Regions from separate parts of the Ovis aries genome. Here region 2 is linked to region 1. A link is a contact called in public Hi-C data. All regions are on one chromosome and are shown on one strand. The core of a region is the stretch at or near the end of the contact, and the rest is flanking DNA. Distances in the headings are between cores, read along the strand shown.

Region 1 (7,263 bases), core at 1,760-4,259:
TAGAAAGATGGTTCTGATGCACCTATCTGCAGGGCAGCAATGGAAATGCGGACATGGAGAACTGACTTGTGGACTCAGTGGGGAAGGAGAGGGTGGGACGAATTGAGAGAGCAGCACTGAAACATATATATTATCATATGTAAAACAGATAGCCAGTGGGAATTTTCTGTATGAGGCAAGGAGCTCAAACCCGGTGCTCTGTGACAACCTAAAGGGGTGGGACAGGTGGGAGGAAGGTTCAGGAGGGAGGGGATATGTGTATACTTATGGCTGATTCATGTTAATGTATGGCAGACACCAACACAATTGTAAGCAATTATCTTCCAACTAAAAATAAATTAAAATTTTTTAAAAAGCAGGGGTGAGCCTGAGAATCCCACCCCCTCTCACAGTAGCTGTGGAAGTGAGACCAAGGCAGTGAATAAAGAGGTAGTTGGTGGCTTCCTAAATTCAGGCCCAACCCTTAAAAAAAAAACAAAACAGATTTCTCCCCACTCCCAACCAGGATATTAACCATGGAGTCCATATGTGCTATGCTTAGTCGCTCAGTCATGTCTGACTCTTTGCGACCCTGTGGTCTGTAGCCAACCAGGCTCCTCTGTCCATGAGGATTCTCTAGGCAAGAATACTGGAGTGGGTTGCCATGCTCTCCTCCAGAGGCTCTTTCCTACCCAAGGATTTAACCTAGGTCTCCCACATTGCAGGGAGATTCTTTACCGTCTGAGCCACCAGAGAAGCCCTGCAGTCCATATGATGTTTAGTAGTTCATTTCTAAGTTACAAGGGAATACCTGGGGGTGGGGGGGACCAACCTAAATTCAGTAGTATAGTCAACACACTGAACAAAGAAGTGGATTAGAGGGGAAGGAGGGCTTCCCAGGTAGCGTTAGTGGTAAAGAACCCACTTGCCAATGCAGGAGACTTAAGAGACTTGGGTTTGATTTCTGGATCAGGAAGATCCCCTGGAGAAAGAAATGGCAACCCACTCCAGTATTCTTGCCTGGAGAATCCCCATGGACAGAGGAGCCCTAACGAGCCACAGTCCATGGGGCTGCAAAGAGTCGGACACAACTGAACCGACTTAGCACAGCAAGCACAGAGGGGAAGGAGGCCTACTTGAAAGAGGGGCATTTTCAATGTGTAACAAATTGTGGATGTAGAAGTTCCTCGGAGAGCTAATGAATGCACTCGGGTACCCTTCTCAGGAGATATTTTTAAGGCCTCTACTCCAGGGATGGGCTAGGACTATATGAAATTATTTTACATTTTCTAACTGCCTTCTGTACTTCCCTGGTGGCTCAGACAGTAAAGAACTTGCCTGCCAATGCAGGAGACATAAGAGACTTGGGTTCCATCCCTAGGTGGGGAAGATCTCCTGGAGGAAGGCACAGCTACCCACTTCAGTATTCTTGCCTAGAGAATTCCATGGACAGAGGAGCTTAGTATAGTCCAGGGAGTCATCCAGTCCATGGGGTGGCAAAGAGTGGGACACGACTGAGTGACCAACACTTTCACTTTCAAGTACCTTCTATTTCGCAAGAGCTTCCCTTGTGACTCAGCTGGTAAAGAATCCACCTGCAGTGGGGGAGACCTGGGTTTGACCCCTGGGTTGGGAAGATCCCCTGGAGAAGGGAAAGGCTACCCACTCCAGTATTCTGGCCTGGAGAAGCCCATGGACTATACAGTCCATGGGGTGGCAAAAAGTCGGACATGACTGAGAGACTTTCACTTCACTTTCACTATTTTGCATGTATATGCAAACACATGATCTCATTTGAGTTTCACAAGATTCCTGAAAAGTCACCATTCCTGAGAAAAATACTAGGACTCAGAGATTAAGTGATTTGTCTATCTGGAGTCACAGTTTGCCTAAAACCAGGTAAATTCTCCAGGCCCTGCCCACTAGCCTGTTTTTGCAAAATAGAAAAGGAACAATGCTAAGGGAAGGTCATTTCAGCTCTGGAGCCAGACTCAGGCTCAAATCTCCTTTCAGTCAAAAGTGTGTTTAATGCCCCTTTGCTTTGGTGTCTTCATGTGCAAAATGGGAATAAGGACATTATCTATGTTAGGCAGGTGGAGTTCTGGTGAGAATAAATAATGGACCGAGCTTGAGCACTTTATATGGGGAGTGTTCCTTGATGGTTTATCATTTTTACTCCCTGGTTGTTTTTCTCTACCCTCCTGTGGATTTCTTACTTTTCCTTTCTCTCCTACAGGCCTTTTTTTTTTTTTTTTTTTAAGCCCAAATTTTACCCTGCAGCACGTCACAGACCGACAGTCATCTCGGGGCAGAAAGTTCAATCATACCTCCCCTATTCTACTCCTGTCCCCGGATGTTGGGACCAATTCTTTTCATCTTGAGCAATCAGTAAAAATGAAAAGGAGAGCTAATGGTATGGTGATGAACAGGGAGGCCTGGCGTGCTGCGATTCATGGGGTCGCAAAGTGTCGGACACGACTGAGCGACCGAACTGAACTGAACTGAATGGTAACCCTCCTGCCCCTCCCACCTCCCTCCCCCCGCGCCGGGGCCCTCTCAGCACGGATTTAGGTGTGGGTTTTGGTTGTTTGTTTTGAAAAGCAGAGCCACTTTCACTTTCAAGGGGCCCCCAACGTGTTTTCCTGTCCGGGCTCGGGCCCCAGCCCCCTTCTCCATCAGGCCCGGGATGCTGCCAGCCCACTTCCTCCGTCTCCTGGGAGCCCGTCGCCCCCCCGGGCTGGGAGGGTGGACCAGGGGCGCGCCGGCCTCTCCGCCGCCCGCCCAGCCACTGGCGCCCGAAGGGGCTTCAGGAGCGGGGCTGGGACCCACAAAGGGACAGAGTCACAGACGGCTCAGTGCCCGGCGGCGAGGGCACAAAGCGGGGATCACACGGCCCCGCTGGTGCAAGGGGGGCGGGAGGTTGATAACGGGGGGCTGTCACCCGGGGCTCTTTCCTCTCGTTCCTGCCGCGATCGCCACGGTGCGAGCGGGGGAAGCCGTGGGGCAGCCCGGACTCCAGGCGCCCTCCCTGCGCCCGCAGCGCGGGCGGGACGGAGCGCGGCGCTCACTTTGAGCTCGCCTTACGCCCTCTGGTTACACAGCACCCGGGTTGAGAAGCTGGAGGTTTAAAGGAAACTATGTGAAAAAGGTGGATGAAGGCGTGCAAAAGAGAAAATTCCAAGCGCACGCTTCAGTTCTCTGAACACGCAGATTCTGATCTGAGGGGATTGGTTTCTTCTGCAGTCGTTTCAATGGCTCATCTTAGCAGGAAAGCAGGCTTATCTATAATTTTACAGATGGGAGGATGAGAAGTTACAAACAGGAGTGGGATTAGAACTGGGTCTCTGACTTTCTATTTGTTGTTGTTCAGTCGCTCAGTGCTGTCCGACTCTTTGGAACCCCGTGGATGCAGCACGCCAGGCCTCCTTGTCCTTCTCTATCTCCCGGAGCTTGCTCACACTCATGTCCGTTGAGTCGATGATGCCGCCTACTAAAATACTGAAGGTGAAAGTTGGTTGCTGGGAGCTGTGTGAGTTCAGGTCACATTTGGTTCAGTGCAGACTTTGGTTATTCAGAATGCTGGAATGGACTATTGTGTTTGGGTGGGTGGGAGAGAGAGAAGGGATGTGTGTGTGTAAGGAATGAAGTTCTTCGCTTAACAATTTCAAGGCCTGTGAGTGGTGTGATTCTTCACATCACAATTAGATAAGTCGGTAACGTGTTTCAGTGGATCCTTTTACCTTAAAATTCCCTTGAGCTGGACATAAAGGGTAGGGCAGGAGATTGTAGGCTGTGGGCAGTAGGGAGTAGCTCCAACGGTATGGCCGAGCCAGGCTGAGACAGAACAGTGTGTGGCTGGGCAGGTGGCCTCTCCCACCCCATGCTGTGGGTGTTCACAACCCCTCCTACTGGCTCACCCCACCCAAACATCTCTGCTCTAAGCTTACAGGTAATGTGTAGAGCACTCCTACTAAAAGTAGTTGGGGTTCTAACCTCGATTTGACATCTGACCAATCAGGTGAGTAAGAATCTTTGCAGTGTCTTACTGTGGTTGCACATTACCTGCCAAATGTGTCTTTACTAATGACTGCTTGCGTGCTAAGTCGCTTCAGTCACGTCCAGCTTTTTGTGGCCCCATGGACTATAGCCTGCCAGGCTCCTCTGTCCATGGGATTCTCCAGGCAAGAATACTGGAGCAGGTTGCCATGCCCTCCTCCAGGGGATCTTCCTGACTCAGGGATCAAACCTATGTCTCTCAGGTCTGCCTGCACTGGCAGGTGGGTTCTTTACCACGAGCCCCACCTGGGAAGCACACTGATGACTGCAGTGGAAGGGTAAATCAGCTAACCTGGTTTTGTATATTTGTGTGTGTATATGTGTTAGCGGCTCAGAAATGTTGACTCTTCTGACCCCACGGACTGTAGCTCTCCAGGCTTCTCTGTCCATTCAAACAAAGCATGTATGGATTACCTAGTCTCTGCCAGACAATTCCTCTTGTAACCTTTCTGTGGAAGACATTTTGGAGGACTTGAGCTTTGTTTTGTGCTTTGGGATTAGAAGAGGCAAAACTCTAATATGCTTGTCACTTTCATACTTTCCTTACTATACCCTCTTGCTTTATTTATTAAATGTCTTTTTAAGGCTGTTCCTAAGGAATGCCATGTTTGGGAATGAGTTGAAGCATCTCAGTCTTTGGTGCTGCTGGAGGAAGGAAGCATTTTGCTGTCAATTAACATCAGTATGCAAAAAAAAAAAAAAAAAATTTAGACCACCAGGCAGAAGACTCGTGGACCACTTACCTGTATCAGTTCAGTTCAGTCGCTCAGTCATGTCCGACTCTTTGAGACCCCATGGACTATAGCCCACCAGGCTCCTTTGTCCATGGAATTCTCCAGGCAAGAGTGGGTGACCATTCCTTTCTCCAGGGGATCTTCCCTACTGAGGGACTGAACCTCTGTTCCTGCACTGTAGGCACATTCTTTACTGTCTGAACTACAAGGTAAGCCCAATAGTTGTGGAGTTTGGGCTTAGATGCCTCGAGGCAGGTGGGATCCTCCTGACCCAGGGATTGAACCAGGGTCTCCCGCACTGGCAGGTGGATTCTTTACCACTGATCCACCAGGGATGGTGCCAGGATGATTTTTTTTTTTTTTTTTTTTTTTGCTGTAAAGGAGGAGTATGCTCTGAGAATTGTAAGATTTTCACTGGAAATGAGAAATTGTCCCAAACCTAGTCCAGATTGAACTTCTCACATGATGTGTTTCTCAAGTTCCTTCTGGGAGGAAATTAATATACCTGATAAAATACTTAAGTAATTTAAAAATAAACTTTAATGAGCTTAAAGAGAGCCTGCCTCTGGGAGATTAGTTTCCTCCCAGCTCAGCTGACTGTCAGTCAAGAATCTAATGATCTTTAACCAGGGCTTCTGCTCTAGTCCCTCATTTTCTCCCTATTAATGTGTCTTTGCATGGGCGCTCAGTCATTTAGTTGTGTCCACCTCTTTGCGACCCTATGGACTATAGCCTGCCAGGCTCCTCTGTCCATGGGATTTCCCAGACAAGGATACTAGAGTGAGTAGCCATTTCCTCCTCCAGGGGATCTTCCTGACCCAAGGATTGAACCTGGGTTTCCTGCCTTACAGGCAGATTCTTTACCATCTGAGCCACCAGAGAAGCCAAGAAAGGAATCTCTGAACTGGTCTGTTTCTGAACTCTTCTTTTGAAGCAAGTGCTCACAACTCAGTTTCTGAATTTTTTTTATTTTTAATTTTCATTTTTGGAGTTCAGACTTGGTTTAGTGTAAAGAGACACTGCTGTTGATGATCGCAAGGAAAAGAAGGCATGAGAAAGTCATTAATTTGTCCCAGATTTTTAACCTGCAAGTAAGTGGGGGAACCACTGAGGTTCTGGAGGAGAGTGCTTTGGGAAGGTGGTGGTGTGTATGCCAAAAGCACACATTTATACTGTAAAAAGCACCCCACAACTGCTCATCAAAACCCTGTGGACTGGGAATCCCCTGTGGTCCAGTGGTTAAGAATCCACCTTCCAATGCAGGGGACCTAGGTTTGATCCCTGGTCTGGGGCTTCCCCTGGTGGCTAGATGAGAAAGAGTCTGCCTGCCGTGTGGAGACCCAGGTTTGATCTCCAGGTCGGGAAGTTCCCCTGGAAAAGGAAATGACAATCCACTCTAGTTTTCTTGCCTGAAGAATCTTACAGAAGAGGGGCATCTGGTGGGCTGCAGTCCATGGTGTGTATGCCCAGCAGAGGGATTGCTGGGTCATAAGACAGTTCTATTTCCAGTTTTTTAAGGAATCTCCACACTGTTCTCCATAGTGGCTGTACTAGTTTGCATTCCCACCAACAGTGTAAGAGGGTTCCCTTTTCTCATGACTGTTACTTTTCAATGTCTGCAGGTGCAATCAGGGTTGATGACCACTAATGTAGACACTTTTCTGCTACACTGGTCGCCTATCCATTTTTCTTTCTGGGTACAATTCCAACTGCTCCTCCCTTTGTTCAATTTCTCCTGTACTTTGTTGCTGTAAAGTTTCTTCATTGACTTGGTTGTAATATTACTCCTTTTAATTATCAATGCAATAAATATTCGTGGAACTTTTTATGCCAGGACCAAGCTAAATGAGGGCTTCTCTAGTAGCTCAGATGGTAAAGAATCTGCCTACAATGTGGGAGACCTGAGTTTGATCTCTGGGTCAGGAAGATCCCCTGGAAAAGGGAATGGGAACCCACTCCAGTATTCTGGAGAGTTAGCCTGGACACCCTGGAGAATTCCATGGACAGAGGAGCCTGCTGGGCTACAGTCCATGGGATCACAAACAGTTGGACACAACTGAGCGATTAACACACATATACATGCTAAATGGTGGCATGTCTGCACTGTTGGGGTTCAATAACAGTGTAAATAGTGTCCTCTTCCTTTCCTGACTTGGATTCCAAAGGCATTGCTCCCAGGATGTCACCACCATCACTCCCTGGAACATAGAATGCCTCGCTTGTCCCTGGAACCTTAAGCATAGTATTGTCCTGCTCTTACTCACAAATAGTCTGCTACCCAATTACGTGTGTTCCTTTAACCTTCACTGCATCTCTGTCTTGCTGGAGGCGATGGGTTAATAGGGGCAGCAAGCCTTCCCAAACAGCCCTTTACTGGGGCAAATCTCCTCTGAACTGAAACAGTCTTTGGTCCATGCAGTATACAGTAACTGGAGACTCAAAATGAACGAAATACCCACGTGAATATAGAAGGAAAACAATGCTGTAGAGATTG
Region 2 (7,263 bases), core at 2,947-5,446, 75 kb before region 1:
CTGAATATTAGAAACATATACCCATATAAAAATGTGCAATATCTGTAACTGGTGATAAACAAATATAACCAGAGAATTGAAAAGAAAAAGAACTAAGAAATCTACAGGTCAAGGAGCATACATTTATTTACCTACTGACTATTATTTGAAGATTTTCTGGTAAAGGAAATGTTTACATGTTCAAAGACTATAGTGCTTAGACTGAAACATGTAAACATCTGAGGCATTTAATTTGGCATTTGAAAAAAATGAAAAAAAATGTTGTGGATCAGTCAATATGTCTTTTTTACATATGACATGATATAAGATGATAATCAAATCATATTATCTTGATTTCTGTGTAAATTTTATTGTAATACATTAGTGAAATTTATCATTGTCACTATGAACTCTAATAATAGGTATAAACAGGTTAGGAAAACACTAAAAGAAGTGTTTCAAAACTAAGAAAGTTCAAATGAAACAAAAATTTTACAATGCAAGGAAAAGTGTTTTCTCCTGTGAAAATCTCTTTCAGAAGTGTAACCAGCTATTAGATGATTAAATGCATTTATACATGTTAAGCACATAAAACAGTGCCTGGAACATGTAAGCACTCATAAGGCACTGGCTCCTGTTAACTCTCAATTGAATCCAGCTCTTATCACACATAAAAGACCATGATGAAATATTTAAGTTATCATAAAATGATTCAGGAAACTACAGAAAAGTACATGCTGCATGAAACCGAGACTTAGAACACTGATGCACACTCTAAAACCCAGAGGGGAAAACAGAAATTTTAAGTAATTTAAATAAATACAAATCTACAAAAATTGATCATGTGCATTAATTATATTTTATATTAAAAATAAAAATCAAGTCAAACTACAGGACAGATTTGGTCTAAATTAAATGCCCTGCATTTTACGTTATTCAAAGCTAATGGTTCTAAATTAAGTATTTTTTAGTGCTTGAAACTTAATCACAGTATAAAGACTAGATCCTATCAAATCATGCTAAAAAATCCAATTAACACATCATTAACAATAACTGCCTTATCTTCACAAGGGTGAAGTCTAGTACTAAAAGCTGTAACAACAAAGTCTAACCATCTTTTCATAAACTATGCAAAGTTTAAGTAAATTCTAAACTTCCACAAAATCAATTTGTAAAACCAGTTCCTCTTTCTAAAGAAACCTAAATAGTTGAAATTTTCCATTGAGTTTTTTTGTAAGAAGGTCTCATGTTTAGAGAGCTAGAATTTAAAAAACCTTAAATCCTTACTTTTCACAAGACTCTATACTAAGTACATTTGCTCCATATGTTTAACCAAAACATGTTTAGATTTGCAGTGATTCTGAAAACAAATTCACTAATAGTAGTGATCTTCTGGATGAAATGTAAGTAGTAAAAGTTTTCGATCAAATCAGTCCCTACTACACAGTCAACACTCCAGTACTTGTTCAATGAATGAATGAAAATCTTATTTAAAATACTTTACAGCCATTAGAATCACATAAACAAAAACACCCAAAGTAATATTTTTAAACACACAACTTCAAGAGTCAAAGTAAAAATTAATTTTAGGTTGGAAAACAATTCACTAAAGTAATCATTACAGAAAGGCTAGGAGTATGGGACAAGATGAATACAAGTAATAGTTTCGTAAATTTTTTTCCAGAATGACTTTAGACACGATATTATTTTTAAAACACTCTAAGAAAACATACTACATACTGCAAATACACAATACAAACACAAAGCCAAAACTCTTTATTGGTCTCTAACTTCCAATGTTGTCTCAATCATGTGATATATCCACTTTCCTCACTACAAAATTAAAAGCTCAAACTAACCAAAGATAGTGGGGTAAACTTTAGTGAGAAAAACATAAAGCAGACCGTCAAATACAGTCTCACTGGTAAACTTTCGAAGTCTAGATTATGCATGGGCGGAAGAAAAAAAACACCTACAGTCCCGACATATACCTTACAAATAATTGTGCATTGTCGTATACTTTGGAAAACTAGTAATACTAGTAAGTAGATACGCCAATAAAAGTTGTCTTCACGTTATAGACAACTACCTCCTGGAATATTCTTATTCATTTTTACATATTTCACAATAACAAGTTCTGAAGACAGGAGTTTCCTAGACCATCTTTATAGGATTCTTTCTCCTTCGGCTTTTTCAACTGTTTTCCAACAATCTATAACCTAATTTAATGACTTTTCACCAAAACCAAAGTCCAACAGTTGTTTAATGATTTATAGTGCACTAAAAGATATTAATTATAAGACCATACTTTACCAAAGATGAAACATACATCTAAATTGATGTCAGACAGCTGACAACGTATTAACTACAAAAAAAAGTCATTATTTCACATTCTTTCGCGTCACGATGAACTAAAAAAGTGAACGTTTTATCAACACTAGTAATTATTACAGATACATAGGTTTCACTGTTGAATTTCTATTTGGAAACGTTATCAATTACAAACTACTGGGCTTTCGATCAATTACCACACTGGTGGAACGTGTTGGTGTCACTTTCATAACATTATTTTGATGCAAGTAACATGAGTATCCCAGCCTTGACTTATGGGTAAGCATTTCCTTTACTTTCAGAAGATAAACAGTAAATACCGGTATCGAAACCCTGGCCCCAAAGAAATTCAATCGAGCCTAACTGCAGATTCCCGGGAAATCCCAAACAAGGGGTGACCCCGCCTAGGAGTCTGGGTGCACACAGCAACCGGCTCCGCTTCAACTCTGGGCTCAAAACGGCCCCACCAGCATCATGGCTGATGCAAACCGATGCGCAGGAGGAGGAGGTGGACGAGGAAGAGGCTGGTTTGTTTACTTGCAGCCAGAGCCGCCGCCGCCGCCAGCAGCGACAGCATCACTGGATCCGCCAAAGCCAGCATCTTCCGCACATTTCTATTCTTAGTACACAACTCCCGAGCGGATCAAAACCCACTACTATTAAAAACACAGACAAGCACGTTCCCCACCTCCCACACACCCCCCACCCCACCAGCGCCGTCTCTTCCTGTGCGCCGGCGGCAGCGGCGGCGGGGGGGTGGGGTGGCGAACAAGACCCCGGGGAGCCGTCGCATCCCTGCCTTCCCCCACCCACGCGCAGACAGCCCCCTCCCCCCACCCAAACGCCCTGACACCGGCGCTCCCCGCGTTACATAACCCCGCCGCCACCCCAGGCCGAGCCGGGCCCCCTCCCCACGCCGCCGGCCGGCGGGGAGGGTGAGGGGCGGGAGCGAGAGTGGCGCAGAGCGAGCGAGACCGGAGGCGCCGGGCCAGGGCGGCCCAGACCCGGACCGCACCGCTAGGCCGGGAACACCCTCCCCGGCCCCCGCGCACCGCCGCCCCGGCTTCCCCCGCAAAGTGAGGGGTGCGGTCCGCCCGCGCCGGGCATCCCCGGCCTCCGCACCCGCATCCCTCACCCCAGCCCCCGGCGATCCAGCCCCACGCCCACGCCCCCGGCGCGGTGACAAGCCGGACGCCCCCACCTCATTCACCCACCGCCATCCCCGCCCGAAGGGGGCCCCGGAGGGAGTGCAGGCGCGGCGGGGAGAGGGCGAGAGTGGGGTGGGGGTGGGGGGGCGGTGGCTGTTACCTGCAAAGGCGGCGGCGGCGGCCCCGCAGCTGCTCGGGCGGCGGCGGAGGATGGAGCCGGGGGGCGGGGGGAGGAGAGGGGGCGACTCGGGGGTCCCCCTCCCTCCTCCTCCCCTCCTGTCCTCCCCCCACCCCGCAGAGCCTCTGGCCCCCCTGGAGCCCGGTGTGGCCGGCGGGAGGGCAGGCGGCGGGCTGCAGGGGAGGGAGGGAGGGAGCCGGCCGGGCCGCGGAGCTGGAGCGGGAGGCGGCGGCGGCGGCGGCGGCGGCGGCGGGAGGAGGGAGGCGGCGGGGGGGAGGGGGCGGAGACTCTACGTGGGAATCGGATCTCGGCTACAAATTCAATTCATCACCAGAAAACTCCGCTCGGGCGGGGGCCGGCTCGCGCCGGCGAGGCGAGGCGGCGGCGGGGGGAGGCTCTGAGAGGCCCTGGCGGCCAGGCGCGGGTCGGGGGTCTGCGGCCTCCTCTAGGGCCGCGCCCCGCTGGGGGGTGGGGGGGCCGCCGCCGCCTCCCCGCCCCCTCCTCCCGCTGGGGCGGCCGCGATCAGCTCTCGCCGCCGCCGCGGGCTTGTTGTTGACTTTGAGGAAAACTCCTGACGTCAGGGGCTGGCGCACGGCGACTGGCGGGAGCGGCTTCCCCGCGTCCCCAGCCGGCCCGCCGCCTCTGCCCCCTCCCCGCGGGCCCCCATCCGCGGGCTTCCCCGAGCCCCCGAGCCCGCGGCGGCCAGCGCCCCCTCTCCTCTCGCGAGAACACCCCCCAGCCGGAGCCAGTAGCGGGGCGTCGTTCCTGGGCGGGAAGTTGTGGGTTTCCCCCGCGCCCTCGTGGCGTGCGGCAGGCACCCGAGGCCCGGGAGTGGAGGCTCTTCTGCCCTCCGCGAGCAGCCGAGCCCGGGGCTTCTCCTCCCGCCCGCCGCAGCTCGGGGGGGGTCGGGCCGGGAGCTAGAGGGCCGGGACCTGAGGCCCCCGAGATGGGCCGTTCCCTGTAGGGGCGCGCCCCCGAAAACTAGCAGCGGGGCGAGAAGCGACCCCACCCCTCTGCACCTCTGGGGTCAGTACAGAGGGGAGACCTTACTGTCCAGTCCTAGAACCTCTCTCGGAAGAGCCATCCCAGCGCTTCCTGTAAGCAGTAACCGCCACATAATAGTGTACACCTTACAGTAGCATCGTAATTCAACCTTAAAATTTCACATTTTTTAGAGATAGTATACAGTTTTCATTGACTTTGAGGAGGCCATGATGTATTGCATTCACTACGAAGACAGCATTGCTTTCTTTTGAAGTTCATGGCTCCTGAGAATGTTTATAAAGGAGATGGTTTTGTTTTGGGTTTTTTTGTTTGTTTTTTCGCAAAATGGCCTTTTTTTTTTTTTACCCATACATCATACTCCAGAAAGTTATGAAAGTTTACTTTTTCTGACACCACGTATTGTTGCTTCTGGAACACTTTGAAAAAATCATATCATTTCACCATGTAATTCTAGCCTTGTTGATGTACCTGCTATTTCTTCCAATGCAAGGTTCTTGGTAGTGCTTTTGGGCTCTTTCTGTAGAAGACTTACTGCTTCTGAAGGGCACTTCCTACTGTGCTTTTTCCATTTCCTGACAACACTGGGTTGGTAATCATTCTTTTACACTATACCCCTGGTATTTACATAGGGAGTTGTATTTATACATCTGTGTCGACATCTGTTGTGAAAGGCACATCTATTGGGATTGTGGACAGGAAGGAGTATGGAACCTAACCTAATAAGAAAAGAAAGGGCTTTTAAAATCAATTTTCTCCATTTGCAAAGGAAACACTACACTTGACAGTTTCAGAATAAAATATGCTTTTTTAAGATGTACAGTCCACCCAAAAGTAAAAGTCCCCAATTGCTTCCTTTCTCCTTTTCCCATATTTCCCAGCACATGGTGAACTGATAATAAATATACACTCTATCCTTTAGGCTCTTCTGTCCATAAAATTTTCCAGGGAAAAATACTGGGTTGTCATTTTCTTCTCCAGAGGAGCTTCCTGACTCAGGGATGGAACCTGAATCTCTCAATTGCATCTCCCTCCTTGGCAGGCAGATTCTTTACCACTGAGCCACCTGGGAAGCCTCTCTATTCAGCTTATCTGTGTATTAAAAGTATATAATTTATTGCCGTAATTATCAGACCTCTAACAGTCCCTACTGGTAAAGTGATTTCATTAAAAATTTCTTGCTTAAGAGTAACAAAAATGAGTCAGATTTTTATTCTATAATAACCCAAGTCACTTTATAAGAAAATAGTCCCTATGACACCAGTGTTAAAAAGAGTATTTTGAAAGCTCTGTTAAATACTTAACTCTGAGACTTGTGATATTCTGAATTACCAGATATCTCTGATCAACTGCAATTTTATTTCCAGTTTTAACGTCGACATATTTCTGAGAATCAAATTTGTCTTATGAGCCATGGTGGTGGTTTAGTCGCTAAGTGGTTTAGTCGCTGAGTTGTGTCCGACTCTTGCAACCCGGTGGACTGTAGCCTGCCAGCCTCCTCTGTCCATGGGGATTCTCTAGGCAAGAATACTGCAGTGGGTTGCCAGTTCCTTCTCCAGGGGACCTTCCTGACCCAGGAATCAAACTCAGGTCTCCTGCATTGCAGGCAGATTCTTTAACAACTGAGCTATGAGGAAAGCTAGCCATATTGCCTCAAATTTTTTCTCAGTCTCTTCAGATTGGATTAAATCTTAACCGGATTACAACATACAAGTAAATATTGTATAAACTGCCATGGATTATGTACCCTAGGCTTCATGTATTTGAAAAGCTGTAGTTTTATTTCTTCTGTGTTTTGTTCTTCTACTATGGTAGTTTCATCCATTTCTGTAATAAAAGCATGTCAGCTTTTATTACGTAGGAATTGATTATAGCACTGTCATTTAACTAGCATTGTTCTTTCTCTTAGACTGTGCCATCGTGAGTTTTGGAGAATCTGCTGATTGTGAGATGATGGTACTCCATATAGACTGTTTTCTAGATTTCTCCTCTTCACTGTCATCACTTTCCAATAATATGGGCAACAGGAGTATGTTTATCTATGGGAATATCCCTCCTAAATTTTAGAGACATACCCTCATTCTTTACTAAGCCAGAAATTCTTAAAACTAACATCTCTCAATACTAGTTATTTATATATCTTAAGAAAAATATTTACTCTTCTTGACTGTCAATGAGTAAATAAGATACTGAGAGCTATTTGTTAGTACTTCTACCGTTGCTTGTGCTTAGTCGCTCAGTCTTGTCCGACTCTTTGCAATCCCATGGATTGCAGCCCGCCAGGCTCCTCTGCCCATGGGGATTCTCCAGGCAAGAATAGTGGAGTGGATTGCCATGCCTTCCTCCAAGCATTGCTTGGGAGTAACTTAAACTAGAAGGCACATAGAGAATTGCAGGACATCAGGTAACAAAAGTTAAGTTACTGTTTCTGTGCTTTAATAACAAAGATATCTTGTCTCCAGTATCTAGAATATAACATGACACACAGTATGCACAAAATATGTTTGATGGACAAATAAATCTGTGTCCTGTGTGCAGTTTATGCTGTACTCTTCTCTTGGGATGGCTTGTTGGAAAGATCATGAACACACATTGCATACTTGGAAATCTGAGTTCAAATCCTCT

What was found. A called contact is a pair of places that touch in the nucleus more often than the background predicts.
Region 2: a Hi-C map of hypothalamus shows a contact between it and region 1, with 1.9 times the contacts expected there. The contact joins the promoter of AKT3 here to the enhancer-like site in region 1. A contact is called at or near these places in 2 of 16 Hi-C or Micro-C datasets (blood and hypothalamus).

The regions. Positions count from the first base shown.
Region 1 is chr12:32,548,032-32,555,294 of ARS-UI_Ramb_v3.0, reverse strand. No RefSeq gene overlaps it. Among named protein-coding and RNA genes, the nearest start is that of AKT3, 76 kb to the left of the region's middle. Within about 2 kb of position 3,009, at least 16 of the 54 cell types and tissues checked have an H3K27ac peak or open chromatin away from gene starts, as enhancers often do. A contact at or near this core is called in hypothalamus, where this site is marked.
Region 2 is chr12:32,624,714-32,631,976 of ARS-UI_Ramb_v3.0, reverse strand. AKT3 (AKT serine/threonine kinase 3) reads right to left here and starts at 4,196. Exons shown (of 16, transcript XR_009595810.1): 1 at 3,619-4,196. LOC121820773 (a long non-coding RNA gene) reads left to right here and starts at 4,163. Exons shown (of 4, transcript XR_009595811.1): 1 at 4,163-7,263.